3 separate regions of the Sus scrofa genome follow, and all the other regions are linked to region 1. Evidence: chromatin contacts called from public Hi-C data. All regions are on one chromosome and are shown on one strand. Each heading gives the region's core, a stretch centred on a gene start, on an enhancer-like site or on the middle of the called end of the contact. The rest is flanking DNA. Distances are from core to core; before and after follow the strand shown.

The links. A called contact is a pair of places that touch in the nucleus more often than the background predicts.
Region 2: a Hi-C map of skeletal muscle shows a contact between it and region 1, with 2.7 times the contacts expected there. The contact joins the promoter of AHSA1 here to the promoter of SPTLC2 in region 1. A contact is called at or near these places in 5 of 47 Hi-C or Micro-C datasets (embryonic fibroblasts, heart right ventricle, liver and 1 more) and 1 of 2 datasets of contacts at active chromatin or transcription factors (alveolar macrophages).
Region 3: a Hi-C map of mesenteric adipose tissue shows a contact between it and region 1, with 1.7 times the contacts expected there. The contact joins the promoter of GSTZ1 here to the promoter of SPTLC2 in region 1. A contact is called at or near these places in 2 of 47 Hi-C or Micro-C datasets (heart right ventricle and mesenteric adipose tissue).

The regions. Positions count from the first base shown.
Region 1 is chr7:100,637,514-100,640,539 of Sscrofa11.1, reverse strand. SPTLC2 (serine palmitoyltransferase 2) reads left to right here and starts at 1,567. Exons shown (of 12, transcript XM_021099554.1): 1 at 1,567-1,797. The coding sequence starts at 1,669.
Region 2 is chr7:100,509,223-100,511,993 of Sscrofa11.1, reverse strand. It overlaps AHSA1 (activator of 90 kDa heat shock protein ATPase homolog 1), which reads right to left and starts at 1,398. Exons shown (of 9, transcript XM_001928890.6): 1 at 1,160-1,398. The coding sequence starts at 1,239. VIPAS39 (spermatogenesis-defective protein 39 homolog) reads left to right here and starts at 1,830. Exons shown (of 20, transcript XM_003356755.4): 1 at 1,830-1,963.
Region 3 is chr7:100,390,507-100,393,525 of Sscrofa11.1, reverse strand. GSTZ1 (glutathione S-transferase zeta 1) reads right to left here and starts at 1,254. Exons shown (of 9, transcript NM_001243638.1): 1 at 1,117-1,254. The coding sequence starts at 1,131. POMT2 (protein O-mannosyl-transferase 2) reads left to right here and starts at 1,362. Exons shown (of 21, transcript XM_001926162.6): 1 at 1,362-1,850. The coding sequence starts at 1,393.

The DNA.
Region 1 (3,026 bases), core at 318-2,817:
TTCTACTTTCCAGCTCTCCAAATCATGCTCATCCTTCAAGGTCAAGCTCATTCTACACCTTCCTCCCAAGATGTCTCCAAGTTCATTCAGCCCACCATCTAAGCCCCAATTAAATCAATTTGTCAGTGCCAGCCTTCCTCATCAGAACTCTTGCTACCTAGTCAATCCCGCTTGGGTCAGCCTTTTATTGTTGTTTATATATGTTCATCTTCTCTTATTGTATGTGAGAGGCAAACCATATGCTTCTTTTTAGCATCCTAGGTCTATCTCAAAATTGCATTCTTTGAGATCATGGTGTTTGTCGATTCAAAGAGGATGTCTGCTCTGCCTACCTGCTGTTAGGTTGTTCAGCAACTGAATCATAAAAACTGATAACTTGTCAACCCCCTTTCTAAAGCTCCTAGGGGGTGGGGGAGGAATGCAGGCGAAAGGGTCCATTGAGCAATTAATAATAATTAACACTTAGAAATGTTTACTAATTGCTAGGTCCCGTACAAAATACACAGCATGTATTAACTCATTAAATCCTCAGGACAATTACCATTATCTCCATTGAACAGATGAAGACAAATAGAGGTCACTTAGCTAGTAAGTGGCACAAGCCAGGATTCAAATCCAGACTGACTCTTATTCCATATTCTTAAATGTGACACTAAATTCTTTATGGGTAACCAAAAGTTTGCTTGCTATAATGTAGATCCATTTCCTTATTTTTTAATAACTAAATATAAATATATAAATATATAAATATAACTAAATATAGTTATATATAGAATAATATATATATAATATAATATAATATATATATTATGCTTCTGGTATGGGCCACATATGTGACAGATGCACAATGCCTTATTAATATAATTCTTGCAATGTCTATGAAGCAGGAAGTATTAACTCCATTTTAAAGGATTTGGCTCCCAAAGTGGTTAAATACTCAAGGTTTAGCTTCCGGTTACTGGCAGAGCTGGAATAAGGCCAGTTTCTTGACTTTCAAGGAAGTGTTCTTTTAAGGAAATTGTACAGAAACCCTGATAGGGACAGATGCGAAGGGCAAAGAGACATTTGAGTTATTACTTAAAAAATGTATTAATGTACAGCGGTTACTGAAGAATGGTGAGGGAATATCAAAAAGTGCATTCTATAAAAACACAGAATTCGCAAATTAAATAAAAAAGCCCTGTCTCAGGCTGGGATTCAAACCCGAGAACTTCCCCGGAGGCAAGGGCAGAGAGGGCCGTGTCCTGGCACTGACCTGCCCTGAAGAAGAGGGAACCTGCTCTAAACACTCGGGCTCAGCGGGGATGTCAGGTTGAAGGGCCCCTATGGAACACACCCTCGACACCTGCCAGCCGCTTTATTCTCGCCGGTGATTGGCCAGACAGGAATCCGGGGTCCGCCTCCGCCTCCTCGATTGGCCAGCAGTCCTCAGGCTCACCACCCTCCCGCGCTCCCCGCCCAGTCTCCCGCTCCCGGGCTCGGTCTAGGGCGAGTCGCAGCCTGGGAGGGAACGGGCCCCGCCCCCCCGTGACGGCCCGGCAGGGAATTGGCTGCGGCGTGCAGCCATTTCCGGTTTCGGGGTGGTGGGAGGGGTGCGGAGCGGGACTTGGAGCCGCCGCTGCTTTGCCCGCCGCGTACAGATCCTGCCTCGCGCTTGGTGCTGCTGGGATGATGCGGTCGGGTCCCGAAGGCTGCTGCCGTCGCCCGGTGCGGGCGAACGGCTGCGTGGCGAACGGGGAGGTGCGGAACGGGTACGTGAGGAGCAGCGCCGCTGCCGCCGCAGCCGCTGCCGGCCAGGTACGTGGGACCAGGCGGCCGGGCCGGGGGCGGTGGGTGGGGACACCGCGAGCTGCCCCGTGCGGAGAGGTGCCCCGGCCGGGCGAGGTCGCGGTGACCCTCAGCGGGAGCGGGCGCTGCTCAGGTGTGCTAGCGGCCGTGTCCTGGCACTGACCGGGCCTGCCCCGGGCCGGAAGGCTCAAGGGCGGCGCAGGGGCTCTCCTATCTCTCAGCGCCTGAGGTCTTCCTCTCCGCCCTAGGGAGGTTTGGGCTCTGCTTCCTCTACCCAATCCCGCCAGAAGTGGGGCCGTCCCCCAGGAGAAGCAGGGAGTGCTTTCTCCGACACCGGGAGGATCCACTCGTGGGCTGTAGATTTTTTTCTCCCAAGACTCCCTTCTATGCCCTTCAGGTAGTTGCTTCCTCCTAGAGCCATGAAGCCCTCAAGGGAAAACCTCGTTTAGGGTCCTTGGGAGGCAGAGAAAGTTAGGAGGTGGTACCGGGCGGAAACACACCCTGTCTTCTCCTACCACGTAACTACCCTCTTCTACAAGCAGGACGTTCAACCACCAATCTGCCCTTGAACCCGGGCCAGTGCCTCAAAAGCATTATGATCTTGGCCCGAGGTGAGAGCCCATCCTGGGGACCAGGTGGTCCTTTTTGACCCTTTGAGCAAGAGCGCCGTCACGCAAGGGGATTGTTTAGCCTGATGGCGACTTGTGATGAATCTTTCTGTTAATTAACCAAGGCTGAATCACCAACGAAATCCAAGCTGTTCTGAAATATTTTGAAAAGTTCTGACTTCAAGGCAATCATTACCAACTTTCCACTTCTCTGGACTGACAGTTATTTTGTTGAAATGGTTTTTAAAGACGAGGTGGTTAAAAAGATGCAAGATCAGTGTTGGTGGAAAGGAGGGTATGAAATTTGCAATTGACTTTAACACTTATAAAGAGCTCTCTCAGATATTAAGGAAATCATTTTTTTCAAAAGTAGTCTGTTCCCCATAGCAGGAAGTGTAACTGTTGTACTAGAATTTGGCATTACCATAAGTATCTGGCAGCCTCCTCCCTCAGTCATACCTCAGGAGGTATGATAGATACTGTTTGGTGTGAAACAAAAAAATAGAGCATTTCTCCCGATCTTGTTGAGATATGAAGACCGTAAGAGTTGAAGGGAAATACAAGAAAGAGACTTGACCTCCTTTGAAGTTGTAAGGCGTGAGGCAGTGTGATACACAACTTCGGGACATT
Region 2 (2,771 bases), core at 149-2,648, 130 kb after region 1:
AAAAAAAAAAAAAAAAGAAAAAAAAAAGAAAAGAAAAGAAAAATCTGCTTTCCTTTCTCAGCAATGATAGTGCTAGGGTGGGAATTTGGTAATTTTACATGGCGCCCCCGTCTGACCAAGTGGAAAACTGTGCACAGCTTGCTGAGGTCAGGAGCACACTACTGTCTAGAGAATGCACTATTGAGCTAAAAGGTCCAGTGAGAAATAAACCAATAATTTTAACCTCATAAGCAGTATTTGACCTGTTAAATTCAAGCGTGCCACAAAATGCTCTACACATTCTGCGCCCTCTAAATAGCTAGAAAATCAATGTTAAGCCAAGGACTTTCAAAGAAACAAAAAAAAATTAAGTCAAGCACATTATGTTAAGAGGAGAAGTGGCGGGCTGAGATACAGAGAAGAAAAACTACCTACCTCCCAACTTACTAAGTAGAGAAAACAGTAAAAAGAACTACAACAAAGTAAAAATAAAGACAGTATGAACAGAGTTCAGTGGACTTAAAAGAAAACATTACTTCCAGAAGATTTCATGAAGAATGGTAGGCTTTCAAGTGGTCAGGTTATAAAACCACGATTGCCCGGCAACAAGGGGCAGTCCCTGTAATTACAATACAATCACTTAACAGTTCCGGGTGAGAGGCCGTGGCGCCTTGAGCATCACTGAACTCTAAGCACCTGCTGAACACGTTCCAAACCTTAGCCTTCTGGAGTGAGGCAGCGGTTCGCTATGACTTACTTTTAAATTCCACCCGTCAGTGGAAAAATAGAAATCCTAACCCTCCGCAGCCTAACCCTGCAATCTCCGAATACAGTCCGCGACGGTTTGGGTCTCAGTGACTTCTCCGGCCACGTGTGGGAAGCACCTCTCTGCCCAGGCTGAATACAGCTGCTAGGGGTTATGTTCTCTTATATCTGAAACCCCTCCTCTGGGGCGCAGCCCTCCACGTCGTACCCCCTGCGCCCCCCTCCGCCAAACTGAAACGGAGACCGGAGAGTAGAGGAACCTGGAACTACGGACCCCCACAACAAGAAACACCCACGCCCATCTCCGGGCAGGTAGGGATGCCTCGGCCCCAGCTTTGTCCCGGCAGAGGTTCCGGGGACCCTGTAACCCCGGCCCTGCCGTAGCGTTCCCGCGGCCTGGCCCGCTGGCCCTCACCAATGCCAGTTGTTGACGTTGGTGGCGTCCGCCCGCTCCTCCACGATCCAGCGTGGGTCGCCCTCACCCCACTTAGCCATCGGCTCGCCTATCGCGCCGCCACCAGCGCCTAAGCAGCCACAGCCACAGCCTCAGGACCGCCCGGTCCCAGCCGCCCGGCAGCGCCTGGAAACTACTAGAAGCGGCCGCAGATCCTCCTAGCTTGCTTTTCCCTCCACCCCCCGCCCCTCCCCGCCTCAACTTCCGGCTCCTCCTCCGTCCTACCGGGTACTTCCGTTCCCCCTCGTCGGACCTTAGCTTCCCACTGCTCTAGGGCTCCTGCTAACTCCTTCGGGTTATCCCGTAAAAGGCCCGAAATGCAACCCTCAACACGACCATTCCCCACCCGCAGAGACCCAAAAGACAAGTCTCACTGTTTCCCTGAACCCTTAATCTGCCCTGTTGAGCCTCATGGGAGTTGTAGTCTTCAGTGACCCTGCAAAATAACCGCGGAAGGTCGTGCAACCTGTAGAGGAAACCTCCTAAGCACGGTGCGCTGGGTGTTCTGGGAGTTGTAGTCATGAGGCCCGGAGTCTGTCCAGGCAGCGTCGGATGATCGAGGCGGCGAGAACTACAACTTCCATAATGCGATGTGGCTTCCTTTTTGACTCATGGTTCCTCCCCCTCTGCGACACCTCCTCCCGCCTCTCTCCGAGACTATCCCCTTCCGCCCCTTTTCTATGTCGCAAAGATTGTGTAGAAAGGCTGGTCCAGCGGCGGAAGAGTCTGGCGCTGACCTGAGAGGGAGGGCTCGGTGTGGAAGAGGTGAGGGTGTCCCAAACCCCTTGGGCCACGTATCTGGCTGAGTTCAGCCTCTCCGCATCCATATCTTCCCCCCTATTCTTTGAGGCGTCCCCAGACCTCCCAGGCCTGACTCTTGTTTCAGTCCCCCTGACCCCTGGGTTGGGAGCCAGTGTACACTCGGTGTTGGGGCTGCGAATGAGCCCGAACAGGTGATTTTGAACGAACTTCTGCCCCACCAGGGTTCTCCTGGGCTCTGGCCGCTTCTGTAGATCCGTGTTTCCTGGACGTGGCCCGTGGAGTCTTCCTAGTTTAAGCCACATTTCCTCGTCTCAGTTCATAGCCGCACCTTTGTAGGCCTGGCTCGGAAGATGTTAAATGAATCCGAATATGACTTCTCAGTAGCTGGCTTCTGGGGTGTTCTGAGGCAGGGAGCGTGTTGGTTGTAGATATTTTGGGGGTGTCCGTTTTCTTTTCCTTATCGTGTTCCTGTTCTCCCCTCGGATCTACTATCCAGTATTGTGGGTTCTCAGTAAACAAGTGACAAGGACAAGCCCTGAAGTATTTTAAGTCGTGCGGAAGCACCTTTCATAGTCACTCTTAAAATTGCACCTGGTGGTTTTATAAATTCTAGAACGATTAAATGATTGTCTTTTTATTTACTGAGTAGATCTTGGTTCTGATTTGATGCTGGAAGTACAAACTAGTGTCACGTGTTCATTGCCATTGCATGGTTAAAAAAGATTCCAGAAGTCCTCTGGTGGATTATTGGATTTGTTAGACATATTCTGTGCTTATTCGTAGACACTTACAGATATTTATTTTTTGTAGT
Region 3 (3,019 bases), core at 5-2,504, 250 kb after region 1:
GCCTCACTCACTGGGTTAAGGATCCGGTGTTGCGGTCAGCTGTGGTGTACTCTCAGATGCGGCTCTGATCCAGCCTTGCTGTGACTATGGTGTAGGCCAGTGGCTACAGCTCCGATTCAACCCCTAGCCTGGGAACATTTACATGCTATGGGTGCAGCCCTAAAAAAAAAAAAAAAAAAAAAAAAAAAAGACAGAAAAGAAAAATAGCCTTTTATTTTTTTTCTCACTTTTGTTTTTCTTTTTAAGGCTACATCCACAGCATATGGAGGTTCTCAGGCCAAGGACTGAATCTGAGCTGTAGCTGCAGCAAGGCAGATCCTTAACCCACTATATGGGGCTGGGGATCGAAGGTGCCTTACAGCATATCCCCACTATGGTGGGAACTCTCAGATTTTATTTTTAAACCATTTCTTACACACGATTTTCAAGAAAGACTCCTATAATCCCATTTGGACGTGAAAGGGTTACACATTGTGAAAGTGGTGCTATATTCCGCCTGATGTGCCACCACCTTCCTTTGAGCTCAAATAGCGGCTCTTTCACAAACTTTAATAAGTTTCAACAGGGAGCTTATTAAACATGCAGATTCTGGGTTCCTTCCTCCAGAGATTGATACAGTGGTTCTGGGGCGGGCCCAGGAGACGCAAATTAAAACCGGTTAAGTTCCCCAAGTGATTGTGATGACGAAAAGTGCCACAGCCTCCCCTCGCCCCTAGCAATGCAAACCCCTTCAAAATGCAAACAACCCTGTAAGGCCATATGTTAACCGATTGGACCTATCGTGCGGCCTGGTCGGGAAAGAGACATGCAGTGCTGCGCCAAAAAGGGAGACGAGGGACAACGTTCGGAAGTTCTAGAAGATCGGGTAGGGGGAGAAAGGTGAAGCGCAAGGGCACCAACCAAGCCCGGGACGCTACACCTGGACGCAGCGCTGCGGGGCCAATCCTGCCTCGACCACAGGCCCCAGCGGACAGCGCGCAGGCGCAGAAAGGGGCCACCGCAGCCAACAGCATGCTGGGAGTCGCTGTCGGAGCTGGGGGCGGGGCCGAGCGGCTCACCTTTGAACTCGCCCACCCAGCAAGTAGCGCCCCCTCTCCCCTGATGCGTGGCACAGACCTTCCCCGCTTGCATCTCCTAATTCAGACGACCTTTCTTCCCGACCAGGAAACTTCACGCCTAAGACTCTGACCCGTCGACGATTTAGGCCCAGTGAGATCCCGACACGTCAGAACTTCGGTTTTCGTGTCGGTAACGTGAAGGGTTGGATTAGAACGAGCTTTTAGGGCTCTTCTGGCTGGCCCCGCCCTTTCCGCCCCGCCTCCGCCCCGGGGGCTGCTGGGAATTGTAGTTCTTTGCTCCTGTTTTCTTCCGGGCCCGGCCCGCCCGGAAGTCATGCTCTGCGCCACTGGCCGCCTCCTAGCGGCCCGGGCGGCGACCGCACTCCCCGCCCAGCCTAGAGGCCGGGGCCTGGCGCCCTGCTGCCGGCGCAGGGAACTACATTTCCCAAGGAACCCCGAGAAGTCCCTTGGTAACTTCTTGGCCGGACAGCTCGCAAGACCCAGCGCGCTTGCAGGCCGGAGGGCCATCCTGAGAAGGGTAAGGATGCCACCGGCGGTGGGCGGAGGCCTGGCAGGGTCCGAGCTGCGTCCCCGGAGGGGCCGCTGTGGGTCCCAGGCTCCAAGGGCCGTGGGCGCGGATGCGGCTGCCGAGACTACAGCGCGGAGCCCCAAACGGCCTGTTCCGGGCTCGCGGCGCTTCGAGGCGGTCGGCCAGTGGGCTCTACTGGCCCTGGTGACGCTAATGTCCTTCGCCACCCGCTTCCATCGTCTGGACCAGCCGCCGCACATCTGGTGAGTAATGGGAGGGACTCGGCACCATGGCAACTGGGAGGGAATGACGCGCCTTCTCATTGGTCCGGGGCATGGAGGGGGCGGGATTCGCAGCCCAGGGACGGGGCCGCGCTGGAAGGGAAACAGGTTTCTGGCCAGGCGCAGTCTCTATGAGAGGAGTCATTTTTGCTCTGGTGAATGGCAGTGGGATTCTTTAGGATCTGAGGAAGTAGTCACATGTCTTGTAGGTTATGCTGCAACGTCTCACCTGGCTCTCAAATTGTGGCTTTGAACTTTCCCAGGAGAATCTTAGTACAGAATTTCCTAAGGCCTGAGTTCCTCTTCTACAGTAATTCCAGGCATCAGTGGAGGGGAGCATGCCTAACTGGGCGCCTTATTCTCGACAACCGAAACAACTCGTGTGTCCAAGCGTCCCAGGACCATCCTTTGAGGAGAGACATATTTCCTTAAAGGTTTTATTTTGTAGGACTAAGTTGTGGAAGTCAAATTTCATTAAGTAAACTTTAAAGTTTCCATCAAGAAGGAGGAAAAGTTTTATACTCTCTGAAAATTGTTCATTTGTTTGGCCAAGAAGTTTGTGTGTGGAGGGGTTGGATGGGTGGGGGGGTTGAGAGGGAAGGACCAGTAAGTCTTATTTCAGATAGCTGGGAAGTAGTCTAAGGCCAATCTTTTATCCATTAGCATCTGTACATAGGTGTTTAGACTGACCTCTGATTTTTGGTGTCATTGCCAATAATTACCATGAAGTCCCTCATTTAAAAAAAGAGCGACTCCCCTGCCCAATGGAAAGACATTCCATAGCACATTCTTCCCTACATTCTAACAAATTACCTGAAGGGGTGCAGGTCACTCCAGTTCAGGATTTTTTGTTAAATTTTATTTGGATCACCATCACGTTTGATTTAGATCACTGTTAGGGTGGTTTGGTTAAGTCACATGGGCAGTGAGTGTCACTGAGTAGTTTCAGCCTCAATCACTATACAGGACAAAGGTTAAGGGCCCTAGGGTGTTGGGAGAAGCATATGAATTTATATCAGTGATGTCAGTAGGAGGTTGTGCCAGTCTATGTATTTGCACACATGTGAGGGAAGTCCATGTTTGGGCGTTAATGTTGATGTTCTCAGGTACATCAGGATAGTTCAAGACTGGCCATGTCCACAGGAGTTTTT